Linked DNA regions of Oryctolagus cuniculus: region 1 is linked to region 2. The links are chromatin contacts, called in public Hi-C maps. All regions are on one chromosome and are shown on one strand. Each heading gives the region's core, a stretch centred on a gene start, on an enhancer-like site or on the middle of the called end of the contact. The rest is flanking DNA. Distances are from core to core; before and after follow the strand shown. Region 1 has its middle 53 kb from the start of MC3R. Region 2 holds the start of MC3R (melanocortin 3 receptor).

Region 1 (6,652 bases), core at 1,138-3,637, 52 kb after region 2:
AAAAAAGTGGATTGAAGAGTGGGCCAGGAAACAGCAGAGAGAACAGCAAGGAAACCCTCCCCGTCATATAGGTGATGATGATGGTGGCTTGTAGCTGGATGGTAACAGTGGAGACAATGTCCTGTTGTCCTGCTGTAAGTCAGAAGTTCAGCACAGCAAAGCTCAGAAGGATATTCTGCTTAGCCTTGTTTCTTCAAAGGGCCGTTTGGCTATTTATAACATCAGTTGCAGGCTATACAGAGTTATGAGTCTTGCTGTCTTGATGGAGGGCTTAAAGCAGGGTCAGCTGGTCCTGCTCCTGGGGTGTTCTCCTCTGGGAGGTCTGGAACTTCTGACACCAATCGCTGTCTTTCATCCCCAGTGAATAGCTCTGGGTTCTAGCATCTTGGGAAGTGATGGCCTTGAGAGGGTCTCAAAGGTTCTGTGCTTTTCTGTTTTCTGAATCCTGGCCTCCACCTCCTTGTTTACCTGTGAGTAAAGCAGAGGAAGACACTCCACACTTGCCAAAGCTACTTTGTTTAATTATGAGATATGATTTATGATTCTCATTTAATGGAGGCTGAGAGATCTGTGTTGCACACTCAAGGTGTAAAAACATCAGGCATCTTTCAGCCTTTCAGTTAGTTACAGTGGAATATTGTTATTAATTTTGTCAGGTATGAGAAGTGAGAGTAAATAACTTAACCGAAATCACAGGACATGTTGAGATTGACCTCATACGTCTGACTCCAAAGCCTGGTTTTTTTTTTAACTTTTATTTAATAAATATAAATTTCCAAAGTACAGTTTATGGATTACAATGGCTTCCTCCCCCCATAACTTCCCTCCCACCCGCAACCCTCCCATCTCCCGCTCCCATCCCATTCACATCAAGATTCATTTTCAATTATCTTTATATACATAAGATCAATTTAGCATATATTAAGTAAAGATTTCAACAGTTTGTACCTACACAGAAACACAAAATGTAAAATACTGTTTGAGTACTAGTTATAGCATTAATTCACATTGTACAACACATTAAGGACAGAGATCCTACATGAGGAGTAAGTGTACAATGACTCCTGTTGTTGACTTAACCAATTGACACTCTTGTTTATGGCGTCAGTAATCACCCTAGGCTTTTGTCATGAGTTGCCAAGGCTATGGAAGCCTTTTGAGTTCACCGACTCTGATCTTTTTTAGACAGGGTCATAGTCAAAGTGGAAGTTCTCTCCTCCCTTCAGAGAAAAGTACCTCCTTCTTTGATGGCCTGTTCTTTCCACTGGTATCTCACTCACAGAGATCTTTCATATATAGGTTTGTTTGGTTTTTTTTGCCACAGTGTCTTGGCCTTCCATGCCTAAAATACTCTCATGGGCTCTTCAGCCAGATTCGAATGCCTTAAGGGCTGATTCTGAGACCAGAGTGCTGTTTAGGACATCTGCCATTCTATGAGTCTGCCTGCTGTGTATCCTGCTTCCCATGTTGGGTCATTTTCTCCCTTTTTTATTCTATCAGTTAGTATTAGCAGACACTATTCTTGTTTATGTGATCCCTTTGACTCTTAGTCCTGTCATTATGATCAATTGTGAACTGAAATTGATCCCCTGGACTAGTGAGATGGCATTGGTACATGCCACCTTGATGGGATTGAATTAGAATCCCCTGGCATGTTTCTAACTCTACCATTTGGGGCAAGTCTGCTTGAGCATGTCTCAAACTGTACATCTCCTTCCTCTCTTATTCCCACTCTTATATTTAACAGAGATCACTTTTCAACACTTAAGAATAATTATGTGTTAATTACAGAGTTCAACCAATAGTATTAAGCAGAACAAAAAATACTAAAAGGGATAAAGTATTAAGTTGTTCATCAACAGTCAGGACAAGGGCTGATCAAGTCACTGTATCTCATAGTGTCCATTTCACTTTAACATGTTTCCTTTTTGGTGCTCGGTTAGTTGTCACCGATCAGGGAGAACATATGATATTTGTCCCTTTGGGACTGGCTTATTTCACTCAGCATGATGTGTTCCAGATTCCTCCATTTTGTTGCAAATGACTGGATTTCATTTTTTTTTACTACTGTATAGTATTCTATAGGGTACATGTCCCATAATTTCTTTATCCATTCTGCTGTTGATGGGCATTTGGGTTGGTTCCAGGTCTTAGCTATTGTGAATTGAGCTGCAGTAAACATTAAGGTGCAGACAGCAAAGCCTGTGTTTTTAACCATCAAATAATATCCCTAGAACAATTGCCCCATCAACTTCTCCGTATGAATGTTGGAGTGACTGCAGTTAGACTCACAGCATTGGAGGTTAAATTACTTCTCCCTGTCTCAACTAGAAGAAGTGTTATGCAAGCGCATTTCTGGCAGATGAGGCCAAGGGCAGAAATGAGTCATGTTACATCCGAACAATCGAGTGTTATCTTCCAGAAGGTACACTGAGCTCAGATCATGCATCTGTCAGCACTGAGTGGGGGAGCTTGGAAAGGTTTCTGAAACCCAACAATAGAAATGCCTTTGCTGAGACTATTGAATGAGAAAGAGTGAAATGGGATTCCATGGCAATGAGCAACTTCTCCTCATCTCCACCATCATTTCAGTTTTCTGTCATTGTTCAGCATTGTCTACCTGGGTGTTTGGAAGTTAAATATCTGTGACATTTCCCAAAAGACTTCCTTGTTACCCTGAATTTTGAGGGTATGGTGCCTGCTCATTTTGTATCCTGGATGTTATTTGAAAGCTTTTCCCTTGATGATCAGGGTGGAAAATCATAAATGTAGCAGAATAGGCTAGCTGTGAGGAAGGAGGGCATCCAAGTTGGCTGTTTGCGGTACCCGTGGCTCCCTTGACTAGACTGTTTCTGCTCATGCTGAACTCACTGATGGATAGATGTCAGCATCCCTATCTGGCTAGACTCTTATCCATTGGGGTGGGAAAACTTTTTTTCCACCAAAGGTTGCTTAGATATTTACAGTGTCACTCGTGGCCATACAAAATTATCACCTTAAAAATTAGCCTGCTATTGTGTGAGTGAATTTCAAGTCCTGCCTGCATTTGCTTTGGCAAGGCCAGCCAAATGATTTTGTAGGCTCATATGACACATGGGGCAGACATTTCTCTCCTCTGGGACAAATAGCTGTAAGATGTTTCTGCTCTGGGTCTGTCTGGAGGTACGAATGACATTTATTTGAATGTCCAATGAAAACAGCTATGTCCTGGAGCATGTACCAAGGTGACCAAAGGACAGGAATTAGGGGGATTCTCCACTGGGGGAGAACAGTTTTGGTCTCTCAGTGACTGCCTGGAGCCTGATTTCTGGCTGGGGTCCTTGGTTTTATGCTCAGGGAAGTGGCTGCCTTCTGCTTGTTTGTAGAGTGTAAGATCTTCAGCATTGCTCCCAGAGCCTTGCATTCTTCCTTCCACTTGAGGTGTGTAAGCTTGATTCTGGATTTCTTTTTTCTAGAAGGAGAAAGTTTATTAAATAAATAAAAAGGAGGCAAGGTGTTTATGGTGACAGTGAGGTCATCTGTCTCTGAGACGCACACGTCTCCCTTGCTGGGGACAGATCAAGATCCAGTGTCTTCCCTCTCTGACAGGCGGTGGCCCCATGAGCCACCAGCAGCCCAAGTGTGAAGACAGGGGCAGCAAGGAGAATGTCAGGTCTCAGCTTGGCTGCTTTTGTGCATGGAGAGCTCTGAGGCAGCTCTGAAGCAAGGAGGTGGTTGGGGGTTTGGCCTGTTCTCTCCTTAGCCTTGGCTCAGGGAGAGAGAGCACCAGGGATTCAGGGGATTGAGCCCAGAGGGGTGCCCTTGACATCCTGGAGACTCCTGATTGCCCCTGATTACAGGGCTTTCTTCTTAGCCTCTGTCTTATGCTTCACTCTCTGGCTGCCCTGTGGTTTCTGGTGCTTCATATTCAGGCATTAAAAGGCTCGGTGTCCTTCAGTTACTGGGCAGAGGGCCAGCGAGTGGGTTTAGGTGTAAGGGCTCAACACTGTTATGCAGTCTTTGGAGGCTAGCCACGGCTACCGATAAAATAACATTCCTCAGACGCAAGCTTTGCCCAAGATTCCTCTGTGGGTTTGTGTGCAGACCCACAGCTCACTTTGTGGCATCCAGGCCCAGATGGAGGCCCGGCAACTCAGTGTGTAAGTATTTGAAATTTGTGAGGCAGGGTAATCACTGCTAAAGAAAATAAGGTCTGTCTGGCTGTCTTGACATATATACCTTTGTATCAACAAATATCAACAAATAAAAACTAATATTCAATCATGTAAACAAAACCTTAGCTTATGCATGACCAAGTTGGCCAGTTATTAAAGATGTTGAAATTCTATTATTGTACATATCTGAATGTTCTCTTGATGGGCTGCCAATGCTTCAAGGATTAAGTAATAGAGTGACAATGATTGCCATCCACAAATTATATTTGTGCCACAAAATTTATTTTTGCCTTCTTTTCAGCCAAACTGTTAATTATGCTGTCAAAATCATGATGTTCACATACTTGGTGTTTTGTTGACAGTAATAATAGTGCCATTCAAAATGAGATCCTGGGCCCCCAGTGGATGGGACTTATGAGGCTTCATTAAAATGTTCATGGAAAACTGGGAATTAAGAGTATGAAATGAGTTAATTTTGGTACACGAATTTTTATTGCAAATTTTTTGTAGTACATGGAAAATGTGTATTATAAAAATTATGCGTGGATGTTAAGATTTTTTTTGTACCAAAATAACCTCATTTTTATGAACTTTTAAAAATTTCTTTCTTTTCTCTTTTTTAAAAAAGATTTATTTATTTATTTGAAAGTCAGAGTTACACCAAGAGAGGAGAGGCAGAGAGAGACAGAGGTGTCTTCCATCCATTGGTTCACTCCCCAATTGGCCACAATGGCTGGAGCTGCGTTGATCTGAAGCCAAGAACCAGGAGCTTCATCTGGGTCTCCCATGCAGGTACAGGGGCCCAATGACTTGGGCCATCTTCCACTGATTTCCCAGGCCACAGCAGAGAGCTGGATTGAAAGTAGAGCAGCTGAGTTTCAAACTGGCGCCCATATGGGATGCCAGTGTTTCAGGGCAGGGCATTAATCCACTGCACCTCAGTGCCAGTCTCAAAATTTATTTTTTTTTATTTTTTATTTTTTGACAGGCAGAGTGGACAGTGAGAGAGAGAGACAGAGAGAAAGGTCTTCCTTTGCCGTTGGTTCACCCTCCAATGGCCGCCGCAGCTGGCGCGCTGTGGCCAGCGCACCGCGCTGATCTGATGGCAGAAGCCAGGAGCCAGGTGCTTTTCCTGGTCTCCCGTGGGGTGCAGGGCCCAAGCACTTGGGCCATCCTCCACTGCCCTCCCTGGCCACAGCAGAGAGCTGGCCTGGAAGAGGGGCAACCGGGACAGAATCCAGCGCCCCGACCGGGACTAGAACCTGGTGTGCCGGCGCCGCTAGGTGGAGGATTAGCCTAGTGAGCCGCGGCGCCGGCCCAAAATTTATTTTATTTTCAAAAATTTTTAATTAACATGCAATGCTTGCGTATTTTCATGGGGTTCAGTGCAATATTTCAACACATATACAGGTATAGATCAATGAAACCAGTCATAAATCAATGAAACCAGGCAGCCAGCCATTCTATTTCCATATCTCTCACTGGGTTTTGAGGCTCCCAGCTCCTTTCCTCCAGTTCTTTATACAGAATATAGTGCATCATTGTGAACTGTAGTTGCCCCACTGCGCTGTGGAACACTAGAATCTGTTCATTCTGTCTGAGTGTGCTTTGTGACCCATTAATATTTCCTTTCCCCCCATCCTCCCCAGCCTCCAGAAATCACTATTCTACGTTCAGAACAACATTTTTTTGACTTTCTTATATCATAAGGGGCAGACATTTGGGGAAGTGGGTAAGGCACTGCTTGGGATGCACACATTCTGTATTGCAGTGCTTGAGTTTGAGTCCCGGCTTTATTTCTGATCCAACTTCTTGTTCATGTGCACCCTGGGAGACAGCACATGACGGCTCAAACACTTGGGTCACTGCCACCTCCTGGGAGACCTGAATCGGTTCTGGGCTCCTGATATTGTCCTGACATATCCTTGGCTGTTGTAGGCATTTGGGAAATGAGTTGGCAGATGGAAGACCTGTCTGTCTGTCTCACTGTCTGTCTTTGCCTATCAAATAAGATTAACATAAAAAAGCTTCAAAAGATGAAAGATCCCATTTGACTTACGTATCTGCCTTTCAAATAAATAAATACTTCCACATATAAGACAGAACATAGTGATATTAGTGATATTTGTCATTTTGTCTTTCTGTGTCTGACTTACTTCACTTAACATAATGATCTCTAATTCCATTCATTTACTGAAAATATCAGCATTTCATTCTTTTTTGTGGCTGAATAATATTCAATTTTGTGTGTCTGTCACATTTGCTTTATCAATTCATTCATTGTTAATGGACCTCTAGGTTCATTTCCTGTCTTGGCTATTGTGAATAGTGCTGCAATGAACATGGGAGTGCAAGTATTTCTTTCATATCCTGGTCTCACTTTTGTATATGTATACACACACACACACACACACACAGAAGTGGGATAGCTGGGTCACAGGGTAGATTTATTTTTGGTGTACTGAAAATCTTTCATACTGTTCACAATAATGGCTGCA
Region 2 (7,196 bases), core at 4,349-6,848:
CTAGCTCTTCCAGTAACTGGTTTATTCCTCAAATACCCACAACAGCTGGGATGGAGCCAGGCCAAAGTCAGGAGCCTGGAACTCAGTCTTGGTCTCCCATGTGGGTTGCAGGAACCCAGGGGCTTGACCCTTTACCTGCTGTACTCCAGGTGTGCATTAGCAGGAAGCTGAATCGGAAGCAGGATGGAGACTCCAACACGTGCACTCCAGTGTGGGCTGCAGGCATCCCAAGCAGAGTCTTAACCCCTGCACCAAATGCCCACTCTTCGCTTTTTAGAGCAGCCTTGGAGTGTGCTGAAAAGTCGTTGTTATTGCACCATTTTACAGATGAGGAAGGTGAGCCGCAGTGGCCGTCACATAGCAAACAGAAGACGCGAGACTTGGACGTGGCTGTGTCTGGCCTCTGGCTGTAGAATAGATTTGGGAGGGGCCTGGGGTAGCAGTTTTCTGGTGCCTCTGTGCTGTTCATTGCACACTCCCACGTCAGAGGCCCACGCTCACGTTTGTTGAGTTTACCGGTTCCCTCATCTGTCTTGCTGATTTCAGTTTAGTTCAGAGCCTGGTAGAAAAGTGAGAAAAAAAAAATTGAAAGTGCGGTTCATTCCCTGACAGGGAGGTCTATGGGGGCTGGGAGCTTTGCAGAGCCCTTCAGCTCATCCTTGAGGGTGTGGGGAGTTGGTTGAATTAAGCGACACAGGCACCAGTGCGTGCGAGGTATTCACCTTGAATTAACAGACGGTTTGACCTGGGGCGACCGTCCAAGTGCTGTTTTCTAGGCACACCGTTGGTTGTGGTCACCAGCAATGCAGCAGAGCTCTGAACTTACCCCTCCAGTCTGAGGGGAACTTTGTATCCTAAGCTCAGCCTTCCCACCCTGCCGTGCCCCCTCTTCCACTCCTAGCTTCTGGTAACCACCGTTCTACTCTGTTCCTGTGAGACTGGCTATTTCAGATCCTGCTTGTGAGTGAGATCTGGCAGAATTTGTTTTTCTGTGCCTGGATCCTCCATCTATGACCCCTGAGGAGGGAGTGGGTTCAGGGCAGCAGGGCAACACCCTGTAGGGTTAGTGGTCATTTTCCCATTGTCCCAGCTTTGCCTGTCACCTGCTGAGCAGTTTGGGTCAAGACGATTAACCTCTGTGGTACAGAGATTCCTTTTCCTATTGGACAAGAGATAATAGTGCTGCCTTCATGGGGTTTTGGTGAGGATTAAATAAGTCAACATCTAAGTGCTCCCTGCAGTTATCTGCCACATAATAAAAACCATATAATGCCTTTCTTTATTGTTTTCGTTACTTAGGCTCCCACAATAGGGTTCTTAGATCCGAGAGGCTGTTTCTCAATGGGAAGCTTTCTCTTTTGTTCTGCCTTTTGATATCTAGTTCTTCCCAGTTTCTGGGTTTATGTTGGTTCTTGGCTAATCCAACATTAAGGTACTTGACATCCTGATGAGAAAGGTTGAGAGGAAAAATTGCTGCTGTCCAACTGGGTACCCACATGAAGATGTACAGGAATGGTCATGGAGGAGACTAAGAGGTCTTGGTTTCCAGGCTTGCTTACCTGAGATGTGGGTGCCAGGAAAAGGCATCCGTGGACTGTGACTTACCCCTTCGACGCACTCTTCAGGGCCACTGGTACCAGTCTTTGGAAAGGCAGAGCAAGCAAAATAATTGTGCCCCTTGATTATTTTCATGCTGGCTCCCTGGAAACTCTGGCAGGAACTTGCATCAGAGTCTTTCCCCAACAGTAGCACACCCCTCCATGTCACCAGCTGCACTGTCCACACTGCTTCCACCAGAGGCACTAGGGATGCTGGGGTTGGATGTGAGAGTGTGGGTTGGCCTGCCTGAGTTTGAATCTCTACTTCTCCACTTGGCTGATTGAATTTCCACAGACAGCTCCTTAAGCCCGCTGAGTTTCAAACATCTCATCTGTAAAGCAAAGATAATACAAGGGGTAGACCTTGTTGGGTACCTTGTGGAGTTCCAAGCAATGTGAGTACTTAGCACGATCTGGGACCAGCACTCTGTGCAGATAGATGAGTACTTGGGCTACACATCGGGCCCGTTTGGAGTCCCGTTAAATCCCTTCTCTTTAAAAGGTGGTCTACAGCTGCAGCCACATCGCCAGGGGGCTCCTCTGAGTCCAACCTGCTGACTTAGATTCTGCACTCGAACAGAGCCCCAGGTGATCCTCGCAGGCGACCTCTCTTAGCTCATAGTGAGCTAAAATGTACAGGGCAGGAGGCTGGTCCTCACTGATCATGGAAAGCTGTGGGCAGCAGCAGGTTTGGTGCAGAAGGAAGGAAATCAGTATCAGGAAGCAGACTGTCCTGTGCGTCTCAGCTGGACATTCTTGGACAGTGACATCACCCCCAGGATGGAATTTCTCCCGTGAAAATGACTCACCTATTTTAGAGGTGTGTTGACAGGACAAAATGTGAAAACTCACATGGGAGTCAAGAATAAGTTATTTTTATCTTGTTTATGTAGCAAAAGGACATCATAATTCCTATAGCTGTTAACATAATTTTCAAAGAATTCAGCTCCCTGTTTTCCACATTTACTTGCCGAGTGGAGATGGATGAGTCATGTTAGTTGCTGTCCTGGTTAAAACAGTGGGAATGACTGGTCCAGGAGCCACAAGCCTGGTAGTTTTGGACACTGAATGGGAGAGTGTTGCAGTTTGCTAAAAAGCATTGCCCTAGAAAAGACCGTCATCGTGACCAATGGGACTTCCACTCCATTTGCAAAACAGCACCATAAGTGCACACAATGCACACCGGCCATGTGCAGAAGCCACCAGCGGGACTCCAGGTGCCACATTTCAGTGTCAGACACATTCAGCAGTCACAGAAGCCTTTTATTATTTCCAAATTTCACAATCAAAGCAAAAAACAAATCATTTTGCTTATATTAGCAGAAAATCTCCAAGTACAAAAAAGCCACAATATTTTCCAGAAAAGCACATAACTGCACACCAAAGATACTACATAACACTGAAGTCCAGGATGGGGGGCAATGTGAGGAACCCAGAAGTTACAAACTGTAGTTACCCAGGCAGGGCTAGAGCTGGCGAATGTGAGTCCCACTCAGGCAGTCTCCCTCGGTGCTCTCAGGAGTGGATCGCATCACGTGACCAGGCACAAGCATTGATAATGGGGCTCCCGGCTTTAACACCTAGTCACACAAAAGGAGCGGTGAGCCACAAACCATTCTCATTCACAGACGATGTGCAAGAGGTCATGTGACAGTGACATGATCATTACAAGCAAATAAACAGTTCCCAGGAATGGCACCCAGTCAATTTCGCAATTCCTCAAACTATTTGAAAGACCGTAAAGCAATTTCTTGTGGTCCTGCCACCCACAGTTCCCTCTCGTTTTAAAAGCAGAAAAGGAATATTAGAAGTCATATTTTACAATAAAATAAAAAGAGGTACATCGTGAGATAGCAAGGTTTTAAAATCCAAGAACACAGACATACTCTGATAATCCAAAGCACTTTGTCTTTTGTTGGAATTTTGAAGGCTGCCTTAGACTTAAAGCACAGCAGCATAGAATTGACTCATCTACAGGCTGGAGGGGAGGCTGGTGGGGGGCGTCGGGGTACGAAGTGAGAACAACACAGCGTGGCCGCCTTTGCCAAGGGTTACATGTGTTGGGAGAACGCTTTCCTGTTCACAGATGGGCAAGTAGAGCTGCAGTTGCCCGTGGACTAAATGCAAAGCTGTGTACAGTGCTGACCCCTGGAGGCTGTGAGAGTTTTGAGCCACTCATGTGGCTCAAGAGGGTGCTCCAGTCTGGTCTGACTTGAAGCACGAAGACAGGAGTGTGGGGGCAGGCGGCAGGCAGCGGGCAGGCGGCAGGCAGCCATCACAGACCCTGGCCGGTGGGAATGCATGCAGACAGCACCCGGGGCAGGCTTCGCCGACTCGTGGGCAGTGACCGTTTGGGAAAGGACAGTGTGACTTACCCACATTGGAGTCCTATTGGAGAGCCTATCGTGCCCTATTTTCCCCATCAGCTTAAAAACTAAAGGATGATCATGGCTGTGAACCTGTTGTTTGCATCTTCCAAGACTTCTCTCCCCTTTTCCTTCCTGAACATCTGGGCTGGCTGGAGGGTCAGAGGAGACCAGGCTGGTGACCGCTTCCGCTGGCCCTGGCACCCTAGCCCAGGTTCATCCTGTTGCAGCCACAGAGGATCTCCTTGAAGGTGTTGCGCAGCTCCAGGCTGTGGAAGGCGTAAATGAGGGGGTCGATGACGGAGTTGCACATGATGAGAACCAGGTAGGTGTTGAAGTGCGCCGTGTAGCAGATGCAGTAAGGGTTGGCGGGGCAGGTGATAATGAGCACCAGGTGGAGGAAGAAGGGGGCCCAGCAGAAGATGAAGACACCCAACAGGATGGTGATGGTGACAGCCCCCTTCATACATGAGTGCTGCTGCGGGGCCACCCCATCAGCGGGTGGCAGAGCCGCGATGCGCTTGATGTGCAGCCGGGCGAAGAGGAACATGTGCACGTACAGGGTGCCCATGAGCAGCATCATGGCAAAGAACATGGTGATGAGGCACACGATGACCATCTTGCTCTCGGAGTAGACGATGAAGACCACGCCGCAGACGCCACAGCAGACCCAGATGCCCACGATCAAGGTGAGGGCCTTCCGCACGGTCATGATGCTGTGGTAGCGGAGTGCGTAGAAAATGGTGACGTACCTATCGACGGCGATGGCCAGGAGGTTGCAGATGGAGGCCACCAGGGAGATGCAGATCATGGAGTCGAAGACGTTGTCCATGTGCTGGAGGAACTGGTCCTCGAAGGTCAGGTAGTTGCTGTTGACCACGCCGATCATGATGGTCTCCAGGGCATTGGACACGCTCACCAGCATGTCAGCCGCCGCCAGACTGCAGAGGAAGAAGTACATGGGCGAGTGCAGGTTGCCATTGCGGACCACGGCCAGGATCACCAGGATGTTTTCCAGCAGGCTGAGGACGCCGAGGGCCAGGAAGACCCCCGGCTTGATGAAGACCTGCTCGCAGAACCTGCTGCTGCTCTGGTTGCCGAAGGAAGGGGCTGCCAGGTGCTCTGAGCCGTTGGTCAGCGTCAGGTGGGCAGAACGCAGGCCACACGACGCATTCATTGCTCACGGACTGGCTGCTCCGAGCTGGGGCTGCTGCACGGTCTGCAGGAACCTGCTGGGGCTGCTGGCAGGAAAGGGGAAATCTCCTTCCGGATAATTCTTTTGGATGCTTGTCCAGAGCAGAGTTAGAGGTTGTTCTCCAGAATAAAAGGGAAAGAAAGGTGGGAGGCAGAAAGTTAGCCACTTGGAGACACGCGGGAAACTTTCCTCTGTCCTGGGGGAGCTGCTTATTAAAGACTCTCATCAGCCGCTCTCTGTCCCTCTGACCCCCGAGCGCTCTCTTTCTTTCCTTGCTTCCCCGCCTGTCACTGGTTGCTACAGCTACCGTTCTTTCCAAAGCAAGCCAGAGATGTGGTGCCTGTCACTGGCAGTGAGGGGAGAGCACTCAGGTTTTATACATCGGCGGAGGGCAAACAACTCCTACCTAATCTTCAGCGCAGCAAAATGACCACTGAGCATCAGGCACCTCTCTGAGTGACAGCAGGTTCCTGGCTGCTGGGCTCTGCAGAGACTGGGAAGCAGGCTGGCGCCCTCTGTAGGCCAGACCCGTCCCCGTCTTGCTGGCGCCGCTGAGTAGTTTGTATTTGTCATGGAAACAGCCGGCCACAGGCATCTGTCTGTTCCTCTGTTCATTCATTTGTTGCCCCCCCCCCTTTTTTTTAATAGACACATATTGAGCACCTACTATGTGTCAGGTCTCTGCTGGGTGCAGGAAATACAGGACAGAGCAAGACAGCTGCTCTTTCTTTTCCTAGTCTTTCCCAAACCCAGTCTGGGGTGGAAGCAAAGTCAGCAGTTGCAAGCAAGCCTCAAGGATACTGCAGCAAAGGGGATGTTGCAATACAGAGAGCCACATGAAGATTTCGGTTTCCCAGTCGATATAAAAGCTTTTTTTTTGGACACCCTAGTGGAGTCTATTAAGCATGGAATAGTAGTCTGTCTAAAAATGTACACATCTCAGTTTAAAAATACTTTTTAAAAAAGATTTATTTTATTTATTTGAAAGACAGAGTTACAGAGATAGGTAGAGACAGAGAGAGAGAGGTCTTCCATCTGATGGTTCACTCCCCAGATGGCCACAATGGCCGGAGCTGTGCCAATCCAAAGCCAGGAGCTAGGAGCTTCTTCCAGGTCTCCCACATGAATGCAGGGGCCCGAGGACTTGGACCATCCTCTACTGCTGTTCCAAGGTCACAGTAGAGAGAGAGATGAATTGGAAGAGGAGCAACTGGGACTAGAATTGTCACCCATATGGGATGCCGGTGCTTCAGGCCAGGGCTTTAACCCGCTGAGCCACAGCGCTGGCTCCAACTTAAAAATACTTAATTGTTGGCTGGTGCTGCATCTCACTAGGCTAATCCTCTGCCTGCGGCGCTAACACCCCGGGGTTCTAGTCCTGGTTGGGGCGCTGGATTCTTTCCCAGTTGCTCCTCTTCCAGTCCAGCTCTCTGCTGTGGCCTGGGAAGGCAGTGGAGGATGACCCAAGTGCTTGGACCCTGCACCTGTATGGGAGACCAGGAGGAAGCACCTGGCTCCTGGCTTTGGATCGGCGCGGTGTGCCGGCCATAGCAACCATTTTGGGGGTGAACCAATGGAAAAGGAAGACCCTTCTCTCTGTCTCTCTCTCTCACTATCCACTCTGCTTGTCAAATAAAAAAATACTTAATTGCTAAAAAATGATCACAATCATTTGAGCCTCCTGTGAGTCATAATCTTTTTGCTATGGAGGGTCTTGCCTTTGTGGTGGTGGCTCCTGATGGGTCTTGGAGTGGTTGCTGAAGGCTGGGGTGGCTGTGGGTATTCCCTAAAATAAGACAATGAAGTTGGCCTCACCAATGACTCGCTCACTCCTTCTTTCCTCCCTTCCTTCCTTTCAAGATTTACTATATTTTATTTGATAGAGTTACAGAGAGGGAGAGGGAGAGAGACAGAGAAAGATAGTTCTTCCATCTGCTGGTTCACTCCGAAGGTGGCTGCAGTGGCTTGGGTGGGACCAGGCCATAGCCAGGAGCTTCCTCCCGTCTCTCATGTGGTTGACTGGGGCCCTGACACTTA

The links. Hi-C and Micro-C count contacts between places; a contact is called where the count stands out from the background.
Region 1: a Hi-C map of embryonic fibroblasts shows a contact between it and region 2, with 2.1 times the contacts expected there. The contact joins the enhancer-like site here to the promoter of MC3R in region 2.

The regions. Positions count from the first base shown.
Region 1 is chr11:5,395,619-5,402,270 of mOryCun1.1, forward strand. No RefSeq gene overlaps it. Among named protein-coding and RNA genes, the nearest start is that of MC3R, 53 kb to the left of the region's middle. Within about 2 kb of position 2,388, at least 1 of the 8 cell types and tissues checked has an H3K27ac peak or open chromatin away from gene starts, as enhancers often do.
Region 2 is chr11:5,340,135-5,347,330 of mOryCun1.1, forward strand. It overlaps MC3R (melanocortin 3 receptor), which reads right to left and starts at 5,599. Exons shown (of 1, transcript XM_051832671.2): 1 at 2,713-5,599. The coding sequence starts at 5,141. The coding sequence ends at 4,170.